Regions from separate parts of the Mus musculus genome. Here region 1 is linked to region 2. The links are chromatin contacts, called in public promoter capture Hi-C maps. All regions are on one chromosome and are shown on one strand. Each heading gives the region's core, a stretch centred on a gene start, on an enhancer-like site or on the middle of the called end of the contact. The rest is flanking DNA. Distances are from core to core; before and after follow the strand shown. Region 1 has its middle 11 kb from the start of Gm4278. Region 2 overlaps Lrch1 (leucine-rich repeats and calponin homology (CH) domain containing 1).

The links. Capture Hi-C pulls out chosen DNA fragments and counts their contacts.
Region 1: a promoter capture Hi-C map of pancreatic islet shows a contact between it and region 2. The contact joins two enhancer-like sites. A contact is called at or near these places in 2 of 484 Hi-C or Micro-C datasets (B cells and bone marrow-derived macrophages), 3 of 115 datasets of contacts at active chromatin or transcription factors (the HPC-7 cell line, embryonic stem cells and pancreatic cancer cells) and 3 of 9 other capture datasets (adipose tissue, liver and pancreatic islet).

Annotation. Positions count from the first base shown.
Region 1 is chr14:74,961,278-74,966,083 of GRCm38.p6, reverse strand. No RefSeq gene overlaps it. Among named protein-coding and RNA genes, the nearest start is that of Gm4278, 11 kb to the left of the region's middle. Within about 2 kb of position 3,188, at least 20 of the 459 cell types and tissues checked have an H3K27ac peak or open chromatin away from gene starts, as enhancers often do. A contact at or near this core is called in pancreatic islet, where this site is marked.
Region 2 is chr14:74,882,607-74,887,917 of GRCm38.p6, reverse strand. The region is part of intron 1 of Lrch1 (leucine-rich repeats and calponin homology (CH) domain containing 1); the gene reads left to right. Among named protein-coding and RNA genes, the nearest start is that of Gm10847, 37 kb to the left of the region's middle. Within about 2 kb of position 3,502, at least 100 of the 459 cell types and tissues checked have an H3K27ac peak or open chromatin away from gene starts, as enhancers often do. A contact at or near this core is called in pancreatic islet, where this site is marked.

The DNA of each region.
Region 1 (4,806 bases), core at 1,939-4,438, 78 kb before region 2:
TTTTTTAAAAGGTATTATGTAGCTGTCTTCAGACACACCAGAAGAGAGTGTCAGATCTCATTACGGATAGTTGTGAGCCACCATGTGGTTGTTAGGATTTGAACTCAGAACCTTCAGAAGTGCAGTCAGTGCTCTTAACCACTGAGACATCTCTCCAGCCCTCTCTTGTGAATCCTTAATGACATAAATTCATATCTATATACATTTGTATGCTTTTATTTTTCAAAATTGACTTTTGAGGCTGGACGGCATGGCAAATGTCTTTGATCCTAGCATTCAGGAGGCAGAGGCAGGTGGATCTCTTTGTGTTGGAGGCCAGCCTAATCTACACAGAGAGTTCCAGGATACCTAGGGCTACATGGAGAAACCCTGTCTCAAAAAACCAAAAAAAAAAAAAAAAAAAAAAAAAAAGAAATTAAAAAATTAAAAAAATAAACAAAACTGACTTTTGACTGAATGCATTTTGAGTCACAGAAACCAGAAGCAGTACTATTATCTACCATCACAGTTCCTTCTTCATGACATAGATATCTAAGATGCTGACTTATCAAGCACCACGAGAATTCTGGCTATGCTATGAGCAGCTGCATTGCCCATGGACAGTGGTGTTTGAGATTGTTGGTTGGGCTGTCAATTCCTTTTCCAATGTGACCATTGCATCAATGCAACCATGTGGGAATTGAATTCTAGAGAGAATAAATGCCATGGCCACAGCAACATAGCTGACAGGCAGAAAGAGGATGTACTTTTTAAATAATACATTGGTTCTGTGGATACAACGCACAGTAGTATTGCTGTGACCTTAGCCTTTTCAAGAACTTTCATCAGAACAACCACCAGCATGGCACAATAAGCCCAAGGTGCATCAGTGACACATTGTATGTTGGCAGTAACCATTGACTCTACTTAAACGTAAGGCCTGCTCAACTGAGGGAAATAATGCCTAGTATTGGGAGTCTAGCCACTAACCCAGGGTTAGTGATACCATGGGTCTTGGAGGAGAACTTTCAACCACTACTTTACTAAACCAATGTAATTCCTAACTGTATTCTAAATAGTTATTCTGGTACATACAGTGTAGCTCTCACCCCTTGCCAAGGCGATCTCTCTTTGCAACAGGGAGACCATTACAGAAAACCACAACCAATCAACTTTACAAAGCAACTCCTCTATCTAAGGCTCAAGGAACATTTCAGAAAAGGGGCAGAAAGATTGTGATAGCCAGAGGGGACCAGAAAGTCTGCTGTGAGATCTTCCAGAAAAGCCAGGAAAACTACACCCATGAAGTTTCAACAATATGGATTCCTAAAGAAGACTTGAACAAAGATGAAACCAATTGATATACTAATATGGAAGGGGGAAATCCCCTCGACAAAAAGCTACAGATGACAGAGGGACACTAAGAGTGGAAAAAATAGTCCTCCCCAGGGAAGAGGCTTCAATTGGTTATCCAATACTAAGTGGTCAACCCTGAAATCACATACATACAAGTAATATTATACAGGCTAAGCAGGCTTTATATTTGTGTGTGTGTATACACACACATACACACACACACATATATATATGTATATACACAAACATATACACATACAGATATAATATATATTTATATCTCTCTATATATACATACAGATATGTGTATCTGTATATATACATATATGTACATGTATATACAATATACACATGTATACAATATGTAATATAATATATAATAATATACATATGTATATAATATTTACATGTACATATATATTAAAGAAATAAAGGCCATGGATTTGAGAGAGAGAAAGGAGAGCATGGTATATGGAAGGGGTTGGAGGGATGAAAGGCAAGGAAAGAAGTGATGTAATTATATTTTACTTTTAAATGTTTATAGTTTATTAATATCTTATATTTTATTTATATGTACACTATTTATTTATATTTAAAAATAGCCCTAGCACTGTAATTTAGACATAGCTGTAGCGTGTGTGATTTTTCCGAGCTTATCTGATCTTGCTTACGGAGTCGAGCTTCTTTTACTCAGAAGAGGAAGAGCCAAGCGGGAAGCCAAAGGGAAGAAAACTAAACTGTAACTTGCAAAGCTGCGTTGTAAGTCAGATTTTCATCACCATTCTCAGTAACTGCACCAGGTCACATGATTCACACATGTTTTATTAAAAAAAAAGAAAAGAAAAAAAGAAAGCCCTGTGGGCTTTTCTCTAAACTTGCTGGGGTTATGTGGAGAGGTGGCTGATGAATGCTTGCCTACCTAATTCACATGGTTAATGACTAAGAAAACAGTCAACTATTAAGAGCCCAATATTTCTCATTTGCATTCAAATTATTTTTCAAGCCAAAAGGAAGTTGGAAGGGAGGCACAAACATCAGCTTGGCCTCCTTTTGGGAGAGCCTACCTCCCAACCCACTCCTTATCCCGTAGGTTTTAAAGTGCCCAGGGTTGAACCCAGGGCCTCACACACTCTACCTCAGAGCCACAAAAAGGCCCCGCCTGAAAAAAAGCTATTGGTTAACTCAGCCATCTGGATCTAATTTTTGTGTGTGTGTAGGAAAAGGCACAGGCAATTTGAAATGGCCAGTGCATGCACTACAACCCAAGGAGTCTCAAGGAACTGAAATCTGTGTGGTTCTCTCGTTTTGCACCATGAGTCTGCACTCCACTGTGGGAATTTCACTTCTTTTGGTCTCACCTCTTCCCCTTCCTGCTCTTCGCTCCCTGTCTCCCGTCAGCACACAAGGTAATCTACAGAATCACATTCCCCATATGATCACGTTCCCCATATGAAGCACGAAAACAGAAAATTGTGGCTGAAAGTGCTAACCATGCAGTTTTCTTTCCCTTGTGCAATCACTGTTTAAACAAAATGGAGATAGTGCTGGACGGAAATCTGGGTAAATCAGTCAACAAAGGTGCCAGAGACGCTCTCGACTCATGAGATTTTTACCATGAAGGTGAATATGAGGTATTTAATCAGAAAAGATCTCTGCCTTTGTGTGAAACATCCACTAGTTCTTGTCAAAGGTAACATTCCAGGTGACTCAAATGCTGTCTAAACACCTGTTTACCATTTACCACAGATTCAGGCAGGAGATCATGTGGGTCACTGGGAAATGAGCCACACACTGGGCAGCCACGCTGTTCATGATTGCTGAGTTCTGTACTCCAGCAAAGGGTGGGTACTCATATCTTGCTGTTGACATAGGGTGTTGGGTCATCAGCCAGATGTCAGGGACACTGGAAAGAGCTTGAATACACATGAATAATCCAACCTCCCAAGTAATTAAGAAAGGCAAGGTAGAGAACCACTTGGGAGTTTGGCCCTAGAAACCTAAGCAGGGGTTCTGAGTATGGAAGTCAGAGCCTGTGGTTTCCTTCCACACATTCACGTTCTATCCACACTCACCCCACGGATGTGAGGGCTGAGATGAGATCTGGCTGCTACTGTTCCCTCTGTGTGATAATCCAGTGTCAGAGAGGCCCAAAGAGTCAAAACTTGCTGTATATAATATTTTCAGAGATTTTCTCATGGAATTGAATGCCTTCAAGTTTTCCTCCCTCTCTCCCTCCCTCCCTCCCTTCCTTTCTCCCTCCCTTTTTTTCCTTCTTTGTTTGTTTTTGAGAACCTTAGTATGCAGTGTGGTCAGTGACAGTATCTGACCAGCCTTGAGGGTTCAGAGAAACTCCAATACCTTTGAAATTTTTGTACATAGCTCTCTGTGTAGAAGTTAAGATGAATTTTTATATATGCCTCAGTACAGGGGAACTCCAGGGCCAAGAAGTGGGAGTGGGTGGGTGGGGGAGTGGGTGGGGGAGCGTGTAGGGGACTTTTGGGATAGCATTGGAAATATAAATGAAATAAATACCTAATTTTTTAAAAAGATGAATTTTTATGAGGAGAGGGTATACATTTTTCTTTTTCAAATCTCAAACGACTCGCCATGCTGAAATATTCTGTACCACAGGTCTAGAGGAAGCCAGTCCAGAAAGGCCAACACATGAAGTGGGATCTAGCTCACCCAGAGCCTTCTCTTGGGTCTCGCTTTGTCCAAGACATACAGTTACAGTCAAGAGTCAAGTAGGCAAACTATCTGAGGTCCCTTGGACCAGCTGGAACCATAGCCTATAGCTAGCAGCACCGAGGCCAAACCTCTCCAGTGACGCCACACTGGGAGGAAAACAGAACTGAACTGAAGGGAAGCAGCAGCAAATCTCAGCATGGCAGGTAATTGCACGGGCAATGACTTCCACCCCCAAGAGGATGGTGCTGGTTAGTTTTCATCAACTAGACACAAACTAGAGTCACCTGAAGAGGGACCTTCAGTTGAGAAACTGCCTTATCAGATGGCATATAGGCATGTCTGAAGGGGCATTTTTCTCAATGATCGATGTAGGAAGGCCCAGCTGACCCTGGGTTGTGCTACCCCTAGGCAGGTAGTCCTGAACTGTCTCCTGAGAGGCTCTGCCAGAGCCTGACAAACACAGAGGTGGATGCTCACAGCCAATCATTGGACTGAGTGTGGGTCCCCGATGGAGAAATTGGAGAAGGGACTGAAGGAGCTGAGGGGGTTTGCATCCCCAATGGAGGGGAGCAACAGTTTCAACTGGCCAGATCCCCTGGAGCTCCCAGAGACTGGACCACCAACCAAAGAGTACACGTGGAGGGACCCATGGCTCTGGCCGCATATGTGGTCTTGTTGGACATCACTGGGAGGAGAGGCCCTTGGTCCTGTGGGGGTTCGATGCCCCAGTGTAGGGAAATTCCAGGGAGGAAGGCAGGAGTGGGTGGGTGGGAAAACAGTTTC
Region 2 (5,311 bases), core at 2,253-4,752:
CCATCCTTTCTTCCTGTGATGGGTCAATGGTTGCCGCATAGGTTTCACGTGTTTGGACATTGAACTGAAATAGATCCCCAAGTGAGGAGACTCCTTCAGTTCTGCATCCACGTGTTTTCTGCCAGAGATACTTTCCAGAGTGTATAATTGCATTTTATGTTTCATCTCTTTTAATACTGGGTTAAGTCTGTAGTTAAGGGAGAGAGCACGTTCAATTTCCTTTTGGATCAGTACCAGCTTAAATTATGAATGGAGGCTATGTAACTGTAGTGTCTGCTCTTGGTCCTTGAAGCGTTTTGACTCAGTGATGCCTTTCCAGGTCCAGAGGTGACCAGCAGGTATCAGTGCATAGGACTTCTTGGGGCCTTCTTCAGCTACTCAGCCCTTTGTCCAGACAGCCAGGCTTAGGAACACTAAAGGCATATTGTCCTCTAATTTTTTTCTAACTTTTATTAGGTATTTATCCCCTATACCCTTCCCCCTGCTCCCCTCTAATTTTTATATTGACGGTGATATGCTATGTCTATTATCCAGTGGTGTTTATAGTTATGATACTTCCTGAGAAAAATAATTTAAAAATAGACTAAAATGAAATAAATATAATTCTTAGAGAATTCTGTAGTTTTCTAGAAACAGTTATGCGGTTCAACGAATATCAAGGTTTTAAGATTTAACTTTATTTATGTGTGCATGTGTATGTCTCAGTATTTGCCTATACTACATGTATGTAGGTGCCCACAAGGCCAGAAGACCATGTCAGATCCCTGAAGCTATAGACAGCTGTGACCTCTCTGATGTCGGTGCTAGGAGCTGGACTCAGGTCTTCTGGAAGAACAGCAAGCTGTCTTAACCACTGAACCATCCTTCCAGCCATTAATTAGCGTTTCAATCATAGCAGAAGCCAGGTTAGGTAGTTTATCAGAACAGGGTGCTATATCCAGAGAACCATCTTGTAAGCCAGCATGTCTTTCTGAAGCACTATGGAGCTCCATAGCTGAAGTCCACAGGGCCTTGCTGTTTATTCCCTTTGCATTGTTAACTGTGGAGAACTTTGCTTTGGGGTTGGATGTTTTCCTGCTTAGTATTTAACCCGAGTTTTAATTATGACAGTACCAGACATTGTCAGATTAGCACTTTCCCTTTTTTTTCTGCCTAAGACATGGAGTTGGTCATTAACTAAAGAGAATTAATTAGCTGTGTTGTATGGCGGGCTGAAACATTTCCTGGATTGATTGTAAGGGTTCTTGACTCCCATGGGCTGTGTAATTCAGTTTGCCGAGTTCTCTTTGTTGCTGGTGGTGTGGGTGTTCCTGGCCCTGCGAGCAGAGGCTGGCAGCCTTAGGTGCCTGCTCAGCTCTTCCCGCTGCCATACAGATGCCTCAGCTCCCAGTCTGGGGTCTTCTGTGAGGGCTGTGATGAGCACAGATGTTTGGTATCCACAAGTTTTTCTCTCTCTATTTCATTCGTGTTCACAAGGTTCTTTGAGTACTGATGAATGTACATCAAATGGGATACTTCTGTCGGCAAAATGCTACCTGCCCATTCTTGAGAAGAGGGCTGCAGGCTGGCTCCACAGTGCATTTTCTACATCTGTGCATGTCTCATTCCCTGAGGAGCTTGGAGGGGTGGGACCAGTGGTGTTTCACCGAAGGAATGCCAGGCATACTGCTCAAATAACTAGTCAGGACCTAGATCTGCTATACCATACTTGGAACAGAAAATCCAGAGTGGCCTTTGGTCTGGGGCAGCAGCAAACTGTGAGAGGTATTTAACAGGTGCGCCACAGACTTGCATCTGCTTCCTAACAGGTGACTCTGCTGGTGTTAGAGAGGAGCCAGGTGGAGGTAAGGTGTAATGGGGGAGTGGAGCTGTACCTGATTCTTGGCTGTTGCCCTAACTAGATCTCTCAGAAAAAAAAGAATTAAGTCAGACTCTTATTGTATTTGAATAAATTTGATATTTTAACACCCTCGATATTATAAAGTTTTATAAAGCCAGCATGTCAAGAAAATGTAAAGCCACCAGTTACCTTGTGGTTTTGTGGTCAGTATTTGTGGACACTGCCTTGCGATAAAGTGGAACAGTCCTCAGGTGGGTGAGCTTGCCCTGAACAGCTTCCACTGTCGATCCTGAAGGCTTCTTTCTGTCTTCTCTAGTTTGTGTTCTCAAGTGCTCAAGGGGTTTATTTGATGAATAGGTTTATTATTGCCTGTGCTGCAGACATAAGACTCTAAACCCTATCAAACCGCATTCTTCTTCTCTCTGTGATAGGGTGCTTGCATAAGCTGGTGTATAAAGCAGTCCTAAGGAGCTGAGTTAAATGGAACATGCTACGTTGCTGAAGGAGCCCAGGGATAAAATGTGCGAGATGCGCAACTTTCATAGAGCAGCTGGAATGGTAGCGTAGTTGGTAAAATGCTTGCCATACTTACCCGATGTTAGTTCAAGAGAGTGCTGGGATTATTAGAATGTTACACATACTTACCCATGATTTATATAACGCGCGCGCACGCACACGCACACTCACACACACACACACACACACACACACTCTACACCTTTCAAAAACAGCAACCATGTTAAGCGTTTAGCAGGCTTAACTCGTGCCTTCTCTGTTGATGGGATTCCTGTGTTGATGGGATTCCTTCGGCCAGCCATCCGCCTGGTTGAGACCGTTAAGCAACACTGAAGACCTACCTAGGGCACAGAGCTAACCTGCCACATCTTGACTGCTGAGTGGATTTGCTTCCCTTCAGCCTGGGTGGGTATGATTTGCATCTTTGCTAACAGACAAGTGTCTGCATGAGGCTCACTGGCAGAGGCTCATTAAAAAGCAGTGTGAATCCTGACCTTGCCTCTGGCAACAGGTACGGGCTTGTGGAACCCTTGTAAGTGGATTGGATTCCAGTATCTGTTGAGCTTCTTCACTGTACTACTGACATGAAAGTGTGGCTCTAGAATATTCAGGACAAACGACACTCGCATAACCCCCAAAGGAACTGTTCAGGGGTCAAAGGACCTGAAAGATGAAAAATTTCAGTATATGTGTTGTTGTTGTTGTTTTGTTTTTTGTTGTTGTTGTTTTTTTTTTTTATTCTATCGTATCTGTTGAAATCATTTCATACTAAGAATAAGCTAAGGATATAAATTAGTTTCTAATTTGAACAACTTGCCCTCCCCTAGGGTTTTCTAGCAGGGTGCAGGGACACAGGGCCTGCCTATTGAGAAGGTTTTACACTCGCTGTTTCTTTAGGAAGTTTGTCCTCGGTAATTTCCCTGAACTGGCTTTGTTGTGCAGGAGCTGCTCAGTGAAAGCTGAAGCCTTTTGGGAAAACAGTATTTGCAAGGGGCCAGGCTGCCCGGTATAATAGCCGATCCCTCTGGCGCGTGGCCCAGAGTAAGCCGAGGTTGAAGCTTTTAGTGTGGTTTAAAGATGCTGGCCTGTCATTGGCCTCCACTGTAATTGGGCGAGTGGTTTCGGACTGGGCCAGCGTTCTGCTTCTCCTGGGAGCAGCTGCTAGGAGGCTACAGAGTCCCTGTGAGCTAGGGACTCATCATCTGGTATGTTTAATGCAATCTGGTTTTATCTTGGGAGCAGTTTCTGATTAATGGTGGTAATTGCCAGGGACCGGCCCAGGTTTTTTTGTGCAAGATAAGATATAGTGCTCGGGTGATTAGCATGTGAAGGCTGGGTAGGGGCTCTCAGAAGTGCCGTGGTACTGCAGGAGACAGGTATGGAAGGAGAGTGAGGGAGACAAGACAAGCTGTAAGGATGGGGAGATCCACAAATGTGATTGGCTTAAGAGCCTTTTAAAATCAGTTCATGGGCTGGAGAGAAGGTCTTGAGTTCAAATCCCAGCAGCCACATGGTGGCTCACAACCATCTGTCATGAGATCTGACACCCTCTTCTGGTGTGTCTAAAGATAGCTACAGTGTACTTACATATAATAATAAAATTAGTTTATAAATGCTTACTACATTTATTTATTGTAGTGCGTTTGTGTGTGTTCACCATGCATATGGAGGATCAATTTCAGAAGTCCGTCTTTCTCTACCATGTGAGACCTGGGAATTGAACTTAGGTTCTCAGGCTTGGCAGCAAGCACCTTTACCTACTGAGCTATCTCACAGGCCCTAATTTAAGAGTCTTAAACCACCTATAAAGTGTGAGCTTCCCAGCACCAGTGAAACAAAGTATGGTTAGTTAGATTTTTGAAAAACACCTACTCATCCTCATCAGGTTTGGTGTGTGTGTGTGTGTGTGTGGGTGTGTGTGTGTGTGTGTGTGGGTGTGTGTTTGCTTGCTTTTCATTGAAGTCAACCTTTTCCTTGAGGGATGTGTTTAAGCATGTCACCTTTTATCACTGACTATGGATGGATGGGTCATGCTTTCCAAGGCTGCTGCCCCACCCACTTCTCTTAACTCACCGTGAGTTATGCAGCTCTGCCTCTGTTCCTCACTTTCAACAATTTTGCCTGCCAGGCTAAGTTGCTGAAAGACAGACAGAACAGAACACGCTGCCGTGCAGTCACCTTCCTTCATTTTGTCGCCTGGAGTGTGACGTGGATGGCGTGGGCTGGAGGCTGGAGGGATGAAAGCGTTTCCTGCAGCATGAAGGGAACTGGCTGGGATCCGATTCACTTAGCTTTACAGTGAGAGTTTTTTGCTAGTGCCCTGTTCTCTTCCATTTATTTCCTAGCGAATACGTACGCCTCCACCTTCGGTGGAATGCTAGTAGTTTGAGTTGGATTTTAATGAAAGCCATAGAGGCTTGAAGTCTTGCAGAAAAAACAAAAATCAGTGAAGTGGGGGTGGTGTGTGTGTGTGTGTATGTGTGTGTGGGATGGGGATGGGGGGGTAGGGCGTTCCATTCTAGGGAGGTCCTGGGACAGGTGGGAGGCTGGACAGCTGTGGGGGCGGGAACTTAGATTCAGCTGTTTGCCCTGGCGACACAATCTGTTTTAAATCAAGATGAAGAAGAAAGCATTAACATCATGATGGATCACTTGGCTAACCCCAAGAATGTTAATTATGTGTCAGAGATACATTTTTAACCCTTGATACAGTGGCATTTAGCAGGATTTTGTGGTGGGTGGATTCATCTTGTTACTCAAGTTCTTCCTCTTCCTTTTTTTTTAAAAACTAAACATTGGCCTGTCACCTGTCATTCTTAGCCCTGAGTTAGGCTCACAGAGAGCCCAGGCCATCTTCTCAGGCTGTTTGCTGCAGTGAGCTCTGTTCTAGCCCCGTGTCTAACCAAATCCATCTACCTACCCATGTAACGGTGCAGCTTTGTCTAATTGCATTCC